Regions from separate parts of the Mus musculus genome. Here region 1 is linked to region 2. The links are chromatin contacts, called in public HiChIP or PLAC-seq maps. All regions are on one chromosome and are shown on one strand. Each heading gives the region's core, a stretch centred on a gene start, on an enhancer-like site or on the middle of the called end of the contact. The rest is flanking DNA. Distances are from core to core; before and after follow the strand shown.

Region 1 (5,180 bases), core at 1,270-3,769, 2.4 Mb after region 2:
AAACCTCTTACCCTGCCTCCTACTCCAGCCACCTCCATAATGACCAGTCACTGCCCTTCACCCTAGATTGGAAGTAGCACATTCTACGTGCCACGCATCAGAACTGAATGAGGTCACACCAGGCCCTCTCTGCAGAAGTGGTGTGGGTCCCCATAGAAAACCATTTGAACTTCACTTGTGCATCATCTAAAAGCAGAAGGGAGTTAATGACCATGGAGGGACCCTTGGGGGAAGGGGAACTGCTAATGGTTTCTTTCCCCAACAGAGCAGTTCTGAAATGTAGCCCTTAGGCTCCTCGGGAGATCCTCAGGAGAGGAGCAGCAGATGGTAAGGGAAGCCTCTGGGCACTGCCTGCCTTTCTCATCCGTGTACCCTCTGCCCCACTGCCCTCTATCCACTTCCCAAGTAAGGCTGGGGGCCAGCCCTTCGCCCAGGCATGCCTAGAGTAGGGAGTGAGGGTGAGCACACAGAGAGCTGGGGATGGAGCAGCACTTCACATCCAGGTCTCAGTGCCAACCACTTATCACCAACAATGTCACCAAAGATAGTAGTTAAGCCTTCATGCTCAGCCAATGTGCCACTCTGTCACCGCCATCCATACCAGAGCCCTTTTCCTTTAAAGTTCAAATCATTCTGACCCCCTGTGACTCTGTCACACTTGATCAGATTTGCTTGCTTCCTTGCTTGCTTGCTTGCTTGTTTGTTGCTTTGGAAATCTCTAGTTTGAGTTTGAGTTTGTGTTTGTGGCTTCTGAGACGGGGTCTAACTTTGCAGCCCAGGGTTGCCTTGAACTTGTGGCAATCCTCCTGTCTCAGCCTTTCAAGTACTGGGATTACAGGTATAAGCCACCATACCTCAAAGGGGGTCTTAGGAAAGAGAGAGTGAAAAGCTATGGAGGTGTCACTCACAAGAGGACCTTCTGGAACAGGGACCACTTCCTGTTGAGCTAGGATGCCCTGACCCTTGCCAAGGTGAACATCTGCCCCTGCCCCAAAACAGCGACCACAAAGGGTCTTGGCTTCAACATGCCATCCCATCCCAGGCCCCAACCTTCCCCTGCTCCTTAGCATCTAGTGAGGGAGGAGGGGCCTGAGTCAGCTTCCAGACACCTGAGCAGACACATCCAGCAGTTACCCACCCTTAGTGCTGGGCAGCCCAGAACCCTTGCTTAGAGGTAGGTGATGCACAACCTCTCCCAAGTCCTGAGGGAAATCACTGCCCAAGACCTCACAGGCCCTGAGTCACTCCCAGCCTCCAGGTAGCTGTGCAAGCTTTTCTGTTTATTCTTCGCCCACAGCAGGAGGAGCAGAGGGGATGAGAGCTTTCTTCACCAAGGGAAACTGAGACCTATGAGGCTCAAAGGATAGCATGCCCTGATACAGGTCCAGGACAATTCTAGTAATACCTTTAGAGGCGACCCTGATGGGAGCCATTCAGAGGCTGATCCATGAATTTCGAGCACAAACCCTGGTAACATGTAAATGCCCTTCAGATTCAGTAAGGGTGAAAGAAAGCTACAGCGGAAAGCAGTGTGCCCCTTACCAGCTCCCAAGTCAGACATAACAAGTATAGGCAAAACCAAAGTGCAATCTATAGAGTCCCTCTGTCCTGTAAACAGGACCCCCACCCTTGACTGTCACTGCCACACCCACCCAAGGCCTCTAGAAATGAGCATCAGGCTGCAAAGCTGGCCTTGCCCCGCAGGTCCATGAAAGTCTCTGGACCGATTACTCCAATTCTACTGCCTCTCCCTGGAACAGGCACAAGCTGGCTTGGGGACAGACAGGCTGGGGCTTCTGATCTTGCCAATAAAAACAAGTCCTCCCTCCCCAACCTAGCAGCCTAGCTTCAGCATCCTCTTGGGGTTCCTGGCTTCTTTCCTTTACTGCCACCTGTAAACACCCACGTCTGACCTCCATCTCGGTCAGCGTCTTTCACCAGACTCCAACAGGGAGCTGACCAACATCACATGCACACACACGCGCGCGCGAGCCCGCGCACACACACACACACACACACACACACACACACACACACGCCCCTCTTCATGGTGTGTATGCTGTGTCGCATCCGCGCACCCGGCAGGGATTTCTGTGGACTGTCACCCTACCTCCCAGTGAGCCCAACTGCTTGGTGCGATGGGCGCGCGGAGCTCACCGGGGCCATCAGTGCTTTGCCAACACACACATCCACTCTCACAGCATCCTCTCCAATTCCACGCTCAGTCACACCCAGGACTCGCGTCCAGATGCACGCCGGCTGTGAAATTACAACCTAGCCCAGAGCCACTGACCTTCCCACACTCCCGACGTGGACAGAATGTCAATAGTCAGTCCTGCCGGCTCACCCAACGCGCGCGCTGGTCGGCGCGGCGCCCACAGCTCTCCATCAGGACCGAGCCCCCTCCTCCTCAACGCGGGGTTCCCTCGCAGCCCGCCCAGCCGCGTGCACCGTCACCGCGGCGCGCACACGCGCACACCGGCCGGCACAAAGCTGCGCCCTGCCACCCGCCGGCGGCCGCTCGCACACCTGGCGGGCGCGCCCCCGGCCTACGGAGCGCGCACACGCAGTCTCTGCCCTAGTCCGCTAGATCCCGCACTCCCGTCCCTCGGGGCTTTTCGGAGCTGGGTCCCAGCGGCGCCCACCGCGCAGCAGCGGGAGACCGGGCTGGGTTTGGGATACGGCGGTACTAATCGTCGAACGCCCTGAGGGATGCTCGTGTCCGCGCTGTCAGGGTATTGCCCCGGGGCGGCTCCTCCTGAACAAAGGCGCAGGGTGGGGCAGGTCCTGGGGATCCCAGAGAATGAAGGGAGAAGCCCACCTGCCCGCAAAGGTTCCTGAATCATAGGGCGCACGACACTGGGGGACTGAGAAGCTGAAAGATTCCTGGATTCCTGGTGGGACTCTCCTGAAAGTGTGCTATTGGAACTTGGAAGTAGGAGATCAGGGACTGCCGAAAACCCTGACGCTGACCCCTGACTGGGACGCGACAACCTACAGCTTTGATTCATTCCCTCCGAAGACTCCATCCCATCTTCCACCAAACCAAAGATGCTCCTGAACTTGAAGATGTTGAGGGACCGATGTTCCAGACATTCTCCGTAACCCCCACAGCAGGCAGCCTCTGATGCGCCTCCATTAATGGGAAGCTCATTCCCTGGAGGCAGCACTCCGGCAGCTTAAGCCCGAAAACATCTTTTATTTGCACGGAAATCTTCCTCAGTCCTAACCGTTGGACATAGCTCATTCTGTTCTGGCCACGATGTTCTGCGTCTAGAACATACCTCACACTTACTGTTTTCTTTGCAGAGATATAGTCTTACATCGGTGTCCTGCGCTCCCCTCCCCTAGCTAACGCTCTCATCACCACGGTCTCTGTATGGCTGCCCCTTTGTGTGGTCCAAGACCTCTTTCCATGCAAGTCACTTATCTGCGTGCCCTATTTTAGACTTCTGAGCAATCTTATCGGCTTGACAAACTATCTCCATGTTTGCATACTGATGGTTGGCCTTTCACACTCCAGTGTGTGTCCTATGTCAGGCAGAACCCTTGCCTGGACCACTCTAACCCCAGAACCTGGCCCAGAGCACAGTCACAATGCTCAGTGTTAGAAGGAAGTAAGGAAGGCAGGGACGGTGGACAGACCACAGTCTGGATCCTGAAATGCTAAGTACCGGGCATTGGAGGTTCTGGCTTGGGATCCAGTAGGGGAAAGGAGCTGTCAAGTGCCCACGGAACCAACAGACAGACAGCTTTACAATAGAGAGAACATCTCCTTCCCTTTGGATCCTATCCTGAGCACTTGAACCCCAAGATTCCAGGGCTGGTCAGCAGAGACAGTTCAGGAAGTCCAAGCTAACCCTAACCACCTGAGTTTGATGCTCAGGACACACGTGGTGCAAGGAGAGAATTGAGTCCTGAATGTTGTCCTCAGAACTACTCAGGCGTGCCATGACGCACATGCATACCATTACACACACAGACACACACACCATAAATGTATGTCTTAAAGAATAATAAAATTGAAAATAAAAAACTACAACAAAAAAGAAAGAAAGAAAAAGAAAAAGATGAGTGCTTACTTTGGTCAGTGTCTGAAACAAGCCACCGAGTCAGAACCCTTCAGGAAGCCATTTGCCTTGCTCAGGTGCCTGGGTGCAGACAGGATTAGAGGCCAGCTTTGATTTTACCTTACCCCTGTCATACTATCCACAGTCATCCCTCTATCCTCCAGAAATATTACAAGCCCTCAGTCCCAGTGACTCCTGAAACCAAGTTCAGTACCAAACTCTAAATGTACTGTGTTTTCTGTGTTTTCCTATGAAGATGTCTTAGAGGCCTTTAATCCCAGCACTCAGGAGAACACAAATCTCAAGTTCAAGGCCAGCTTGGTCTACATAGTGAATTCCAGGTCAGCAGGAGTACCTAATGAGACCTTGGTGGGGGGGGGGGTGGGGGTGACTTAATAGCTTAGAGCACTGGCTGCTTTTGCAGAGAACCTCGGTTTGGTTCCCAGCACCCATGTGGGATCCATGTAACTCCAGTTCCAAGGGACCTGACCCCCTCTTCTAGCCTCCACCAGCACCAATCAAACAAACACATGGTGCATGCATATGAGGTATACTCATACACATAAAATACAAATAAATAAATGCTAATAATAACAGACCTCCCAGACTTAAAATGGCTTTAATTACAAGTTGTTGACTTTGGGATTGTGTGAAAGGAAGAAGACTTTTGGTCTTTCTCCAGGCTGGAGGTCTGCCATAGAAACTCTCCAGAGATGCTGGACAGCAGCCATGAGCTCCAACTCTCAGCTACACTTCACAAGGGTAAACAGCTGATACTACATGCACAGGGCTGCCAGCATCTTTGGAAAACAGATATTGATAGTTACTGGACATAATCAACACGGTATTGTAAAGTAGGCTAAGCTGTAGTTAATGTTCAGTAGACCCGTTGTTATGTTAAACGCACTTAATATTTTCACCTTACGGTGAATCTGGTGGAATACGGCCCCATTGTACGTTGAGCATCTGAACACACAAAGCAATAAAAAGTTGAGATTTTCATCCTTTTCCCATAAAGGAAGCACTTTAAAACTCTTAACTGACAGCATCAAAATTGTCAGCATCATTAGTCTGGCACCTTGGGAGCCATTAAGCAAAAGACGACTTATC
Region 2 (4,901 bases), core at 59-2,558:
CGGCCCCTATTCCCCTAGCTGTGGGCAGTCCTGAGGCCTGGGGGAATGTCCTAGTATTGCCTCTCACCCAGGGTCCGGTGACACCACCTCGGCTGGTCTCTACCCAGGAAGCTCGCCCAGGAATACCCTTCTCGATCGGCCCCTCTCCCACGGGAACGGGATGGAGCTCCACTCTGCTTCCTTCCCAGCATCCCGACGCTACCCTCATAGCCTGCACCTTCAACCACAGTTCCAGGATGCTCTCATGGCCAAGTGTTCCTGGACGACCTTTTCTCTCACAGCTTGGAGAGCTCCTATTGTCTAGCTCCTCCTCCCCAGATACAGTCACCCACACAGACCCAGCAGGCCCAACCACCTCGGGCTCGCCCACAGTCCCGTTCACCCACACTGTCCTGGGGTCCATTGCTGCCTCAACCGAGCCTGCAGTCCCAGGTATCCCAAAGGCCCTGTTCACCCTAGCGGGGACTGCGGGCTCCGCAGTCCTCTTCTCTAAAGGCTGCTGACCATTCTGTAGCCACCCTATGTTTGCACAGAGCATCCGCCGCACTGAAGATCTCACCCGGCGCCTTACTCCATAGCCTCGGGATAACCCTGCACCCCACCTCCTCGCCCACAGAGGCCGAACACCCCGACGCAACCTGCGGGCCCTCATGCAATGAGCCGGCATCTTCGCTGCCAGTGTACACCTGCGTAGCCCGGGCAAGGGCCCCCGTGCCGGCGTCGCAGCTCCTGGACAATTCCTTTCCCCAATGCAACCTCAGACACGCTCTCTTTGCATCTGTTCCCCCGCACACGCACTCACAACACTCGGATCCAGTCCTCGCTGCCTTTCTGCCTCCCAGCTCTCTCCAAACCCCCGCCCGATCCCGGACGCCGCCCCCGGCCCCGGCCCCCCTAAAGTCTGACAAATAGAAAGGTAATAGGAGGGGCGGAGCTGCAAGGCAAGCCTGGGGCGAGGTCTCTCACTGTCTCTCTGTCTAATGCAGTTTCCCAGAATTCCCCCAGCTCCGGCCCAAGCCCACCTGGTTTGGGCGCGGCGCGGCCACCAAGAGATCGTAAGGCGACCCCACGCTAGGCCTCGCTTCCGGCCTCTCGCCCAGTCGTCATGGCAACAGGCGCGCGGCTGTTTGGGAGCCGTTGATCTTCCTGAGCCATTTGAGGATCAAGGTGTTGTACCGCGACGGGCTTTGCCGTCACTGTCCATGAAGCCAGGGTGGGGACCAGACCAGGTCAGGCGTCTAGTTGTCTGAGGGAAACTGGCGCCAAAAAGAAACTCCAGCAGACCAAAAGGACGGCCCTAAGGAGTTATGGCTATTCAAGGCTCCCGTAGCACCACTCTGCTGCGGCGGCCCCGCCCACCCGGAACCTTGTCCACGCCTTACTTGGGCCCCGCCTTGGGGGCGCAGGACCCTAGGGCTCCTCCCGTGCTCCTCTCCGCACTGTTGTACCCATGGCCACCTTCGAGGAGGTGAGCGTGCTGGGCTTCGAGGAGTTCGACAAGGCAGTGAAGGAGCATGAGGGCAAGACCATTTTCGCCTACTTCAGCGGTTCTAAGGATACCGAAGGGAAGAGCTGGTGTCCGGACTGCGTGGAAGGTGAGGCTGGGACCAGGACTGGGGGTTGCTGCGCCACAGCAGTGCTAGGAAGAAGGCCCCTGCTGAAGTCAGAAAGTGGGATGAGATGAGGATCTTGGTCCTGCAGACCCGCAGAAGCGCCTGAGCTGTACCCCGTCTCTCGTTAGGCCCTTACTGCCCCACCCAAGGATGACCCTCATTTTTATCATGGATTCGGATCTTGGAACCAGGTTCTTTAAAATTCTCAGTTCCCCAAACGATTAGTGTCTCATAAAAAAAAAAAAGACCAGACTCAGGAGTTGATCTTTCCGTCATCATATATGTATGCTGAGTTTTCTGATTGTGTCTTAAAGACAATCAGGACTAGGACTTAAGTGATTCACGAGTCCAGAGGACACGCGACTTTAACATCCTATCTTACAACCGGTTAAAGTCTAAGACTGGGGACGGGAGGGCGTGGGCTATCGCAGTTGATGTGTAATTACTTTTTAACTCTTTTAAAAAGCTGAGCCAGTCATTCGAGAGGGGCTGAAGCATGTTACCGAAGACTGTGTGTTCATCTACTGCCAAGTAGGAGACAAACCTTAGTAAGTCATGTATACCGTATCTCCAGACATGGACTATATTATTAAAAAGCTGGGTAAAAAGGACCTCAGATAATTGGTCAGGCTCTGTGTTTTAGGTATTGTCTGATAAGCTAAACAATTAGAATTACTGAATTCATATTTACAGTTTATGTTCAACCACATATCATCATTAATGAATTGGGTCTGGAATAAGTTCAGAACTCTATTGACTTTACATTTGTTTTATCTTAGCCACACTTTAAACTTTGCAGAAAGTGACACATAAGTTACAGTTCTCAAAATGTTTAAAGGTTAACAAAAGCAGTGGTTACAAGTATATTATATATAAGTCAACTGTTGAGTAAACTGTAATGAACCAAGTAGTATTTTTCATTATCTGTTTCATTTTGGAACAGCTGGAAAGACCCAAATAATGACTTCAGACAAAAACTGAAAATAACCGCAGTGCCTACACTACTTAAATATGGAACAGTAAGTGTCTACCTTTATGTTTGTAGCTATAATGTAGTTAAAACTCAAGTTGTTTTTTGAGTCAAGTTTGAAAAGATCTTGACCTTTGATTTCCAACATCACATTGTTGTTCAGAGTGCATCAGAAACACACAAGTTGGTGTCCATTCCTCTGCCAATCCTGACAAACTATTAATAATGCAGATATTAGTGTCTGGGGTGTATTTTTAAGCCACTTTTAAGATTCTGTCTTCAGAAGAAAGTTGACTCATTTCTGAAAGCACCTTTGTCAATGTTTTCTAAACCCACTTTTCAGGCTTAAAAGGGCTCTCCCTCTATTTCAGCCCTGCCCCTAGAATCCTAAATTAAAGAGTTGAGGGAAAGAGATGGCACCAGGCATGCTGTCTCTTGTTTTCAGCCTATGGGGCTTCCTAGTGTGGAAATACAAGGCCTCTCAGGCCAAGTGTTTTAATGATTCATCTTGACACAAGCATCCTAACTATTTAATAAAGCTTGTTATAACTAGCTGATGGCATAATTTGTGTTCAAAAACTTGTCATTCAAAGTAGAATTCACTCCACCCCTAGTAATATTCATAGCAACAGTGAAAACTTAACCATTCTTTTTACAGCCTCAAAAACTTGTGGAGTCTGAGTGCTGTCAATCCAGCCTTGTGGAGATGATCTTCTCTGAAGATTAAGATTTGATGACCTTGCCGGACTGTGGTGGCACATGCCTTTAGTCCCAGCACTCGGGAGACAGAGGCAGCTGGATCTCTTTGAGTTTGAGGCTACCTGGTCTACAAGTTGAGTTCAAGGACAGCCAGAGCTACAGAGTAAAACCCTGTCTGGAAAAACCAAACCAACCCAAAAAAGCCTGATGATTGCAATTTTGTATTGATTGCCTGGTTTGTTTAAAAGCAGCCACATTATTGCTTTGAATTGATGAGTAAATGATGTTATTAAATCAGTGTATATCTAAACAATAAAGAATTGAAATACAAACCATTAAGTTTTTTAACACGTGGCTATCTAAAAGATTTGAGTAAAATGAGTCTTCAGTATGGTGGTAGTAGCTCAAAGGAAATATTGAAGATAGAAAGTAACTTACTAACTTCCAAATCTGCAGCAATTAGTATCTATTACCTTAAGTTCTGTGTATTTGCAAAACCCTTTCTGCCTTTGAAATGGAGAACTTCATTAAACCATTTAGGAAAGACATGGGATTCATATGCTTAACTCAGGCAGTTTTCTTTCACAAATGTCTAAAATGTGATTCTTTTGTTGTGAAACAGGCTGGTTCTCCTAGCCACAGGCCAAGTACTATCTAAATCTTCATTTCTTCAAGTAACAATTGTGTCAGGCATAGTGACACACACCTGTAATATTATTTTAGATGCTAAGGCTAGAGGATAACAAATTTAAGGCAAGGGTAGACTACAGAACCAGACCTTGTCACAAATTTAAAGCCCAACTATTATTCTGCAAGTAAAGCAAGAATGTGGGCTGAAGAGGTGGTTCAGTGCCTAAGAGCACTGGCTGTTCTTCCAGAGGACATGGTTTCAGTTCCCAGCACCCACATGGCAGCTCATGAGATGTCCATAACTACAGTTCCAGGGAATGGGACACTCTCTTCTGGCCTCTGAGAGAACCAGGAATGCAGTGAGACATAGATAACACATGTACGCAAAAGATTAATATCCATTAAAAAAAAAAAAAAAGATACAGGCTCTGTAGCCTCCTTGGAGCCCAGTACTCAGGAGACTGAAGTGGAAGAATCACAAGTTCCAAGGCAGCCTGGGCTACAAAGTGAGAACCTGTCTCAAAAAACAGAGTGGTGGTTAACAGTTCTTGCCACCCTTATAGAGGATCCAGGTTTGGTTCCCAGCATCATGTAGTGGCTCACAACCACCTTCAACTGCATTCCAGAGGATATGATGTCCTCTCCTACTGTCCTCCTTCAGGATGAGAGCAATTAACACAGACGCATAAACATCTGTTTGAAATAGATTAAAAGAAAATTCAGAGTGTTTGAAGACAGTGCCTACTTATGGTACTTACCAAATAAATGCTAACTTTCCCAAAGGTGTTTGAGGCTCATCTTTAAGGCCAAAAGTCCATTTGTCATTAACTGCCAGTCTTTCCCTTCCACCACCAGGTCAGCTATCTTACAAAACAGGGAGCAATTGAGTATATCCTCTTCTGCAGAAAGAAGGCACTTAGAACTCCCAAACTCCAGTCCCCTCTCTCAAAAACAGGAGGAGTGTGTGAGGGCTATTCCTCGTTGTCAAC

Evidence for each region. HiChIP or PLAC-seq counts read pairs in DNA pulled down with a chosen protein or histone mark.
Region 1: an H3K4me3 HiChIP or PLAC-seq map of stem cell-derived neural progenitor cells shows a contact between it and region 2, with 7 times the contacts expected there. The contact joins the promoter of Rap1gap2 here to the promoter of 4933427D14Rik in region 2.

The regions. Positions count from the first base shown.
Region 1 is chr11:74,587,667-74,592,846 of GRCm38.p6, forward strand. Rap1gap2 (RAP1 GTPase activating protein 2) reads right to left here and starts at 2,520. Exons shown (of 25, transcript NM_001015046.3): 1 at 2,294-2,520.
Region 2 is chr11:72,206,174-72,211,074 of GRCm38.p6, forward strand. It overlaps 4933427D14Rik (RIKEN cDNA 4933427D14 gene), which reads right to left and starts at 1,309. Exons shown (of 19, transcript NM_001361564.1): 1 at 1,023-1,309. It overlaps Txndc17 (thioredoxin domain containing 17), which reads left to right and starts at 1,381. Exons shown (of 4, transcript NM_026559.3): 1 at 1,381-1,595; 2 at 2,080-2,161; 3 at 2,557-2,632; 4 at 3,242-4,314. The coding sequence starts at 1,451. The coding sequence ends at 3,310.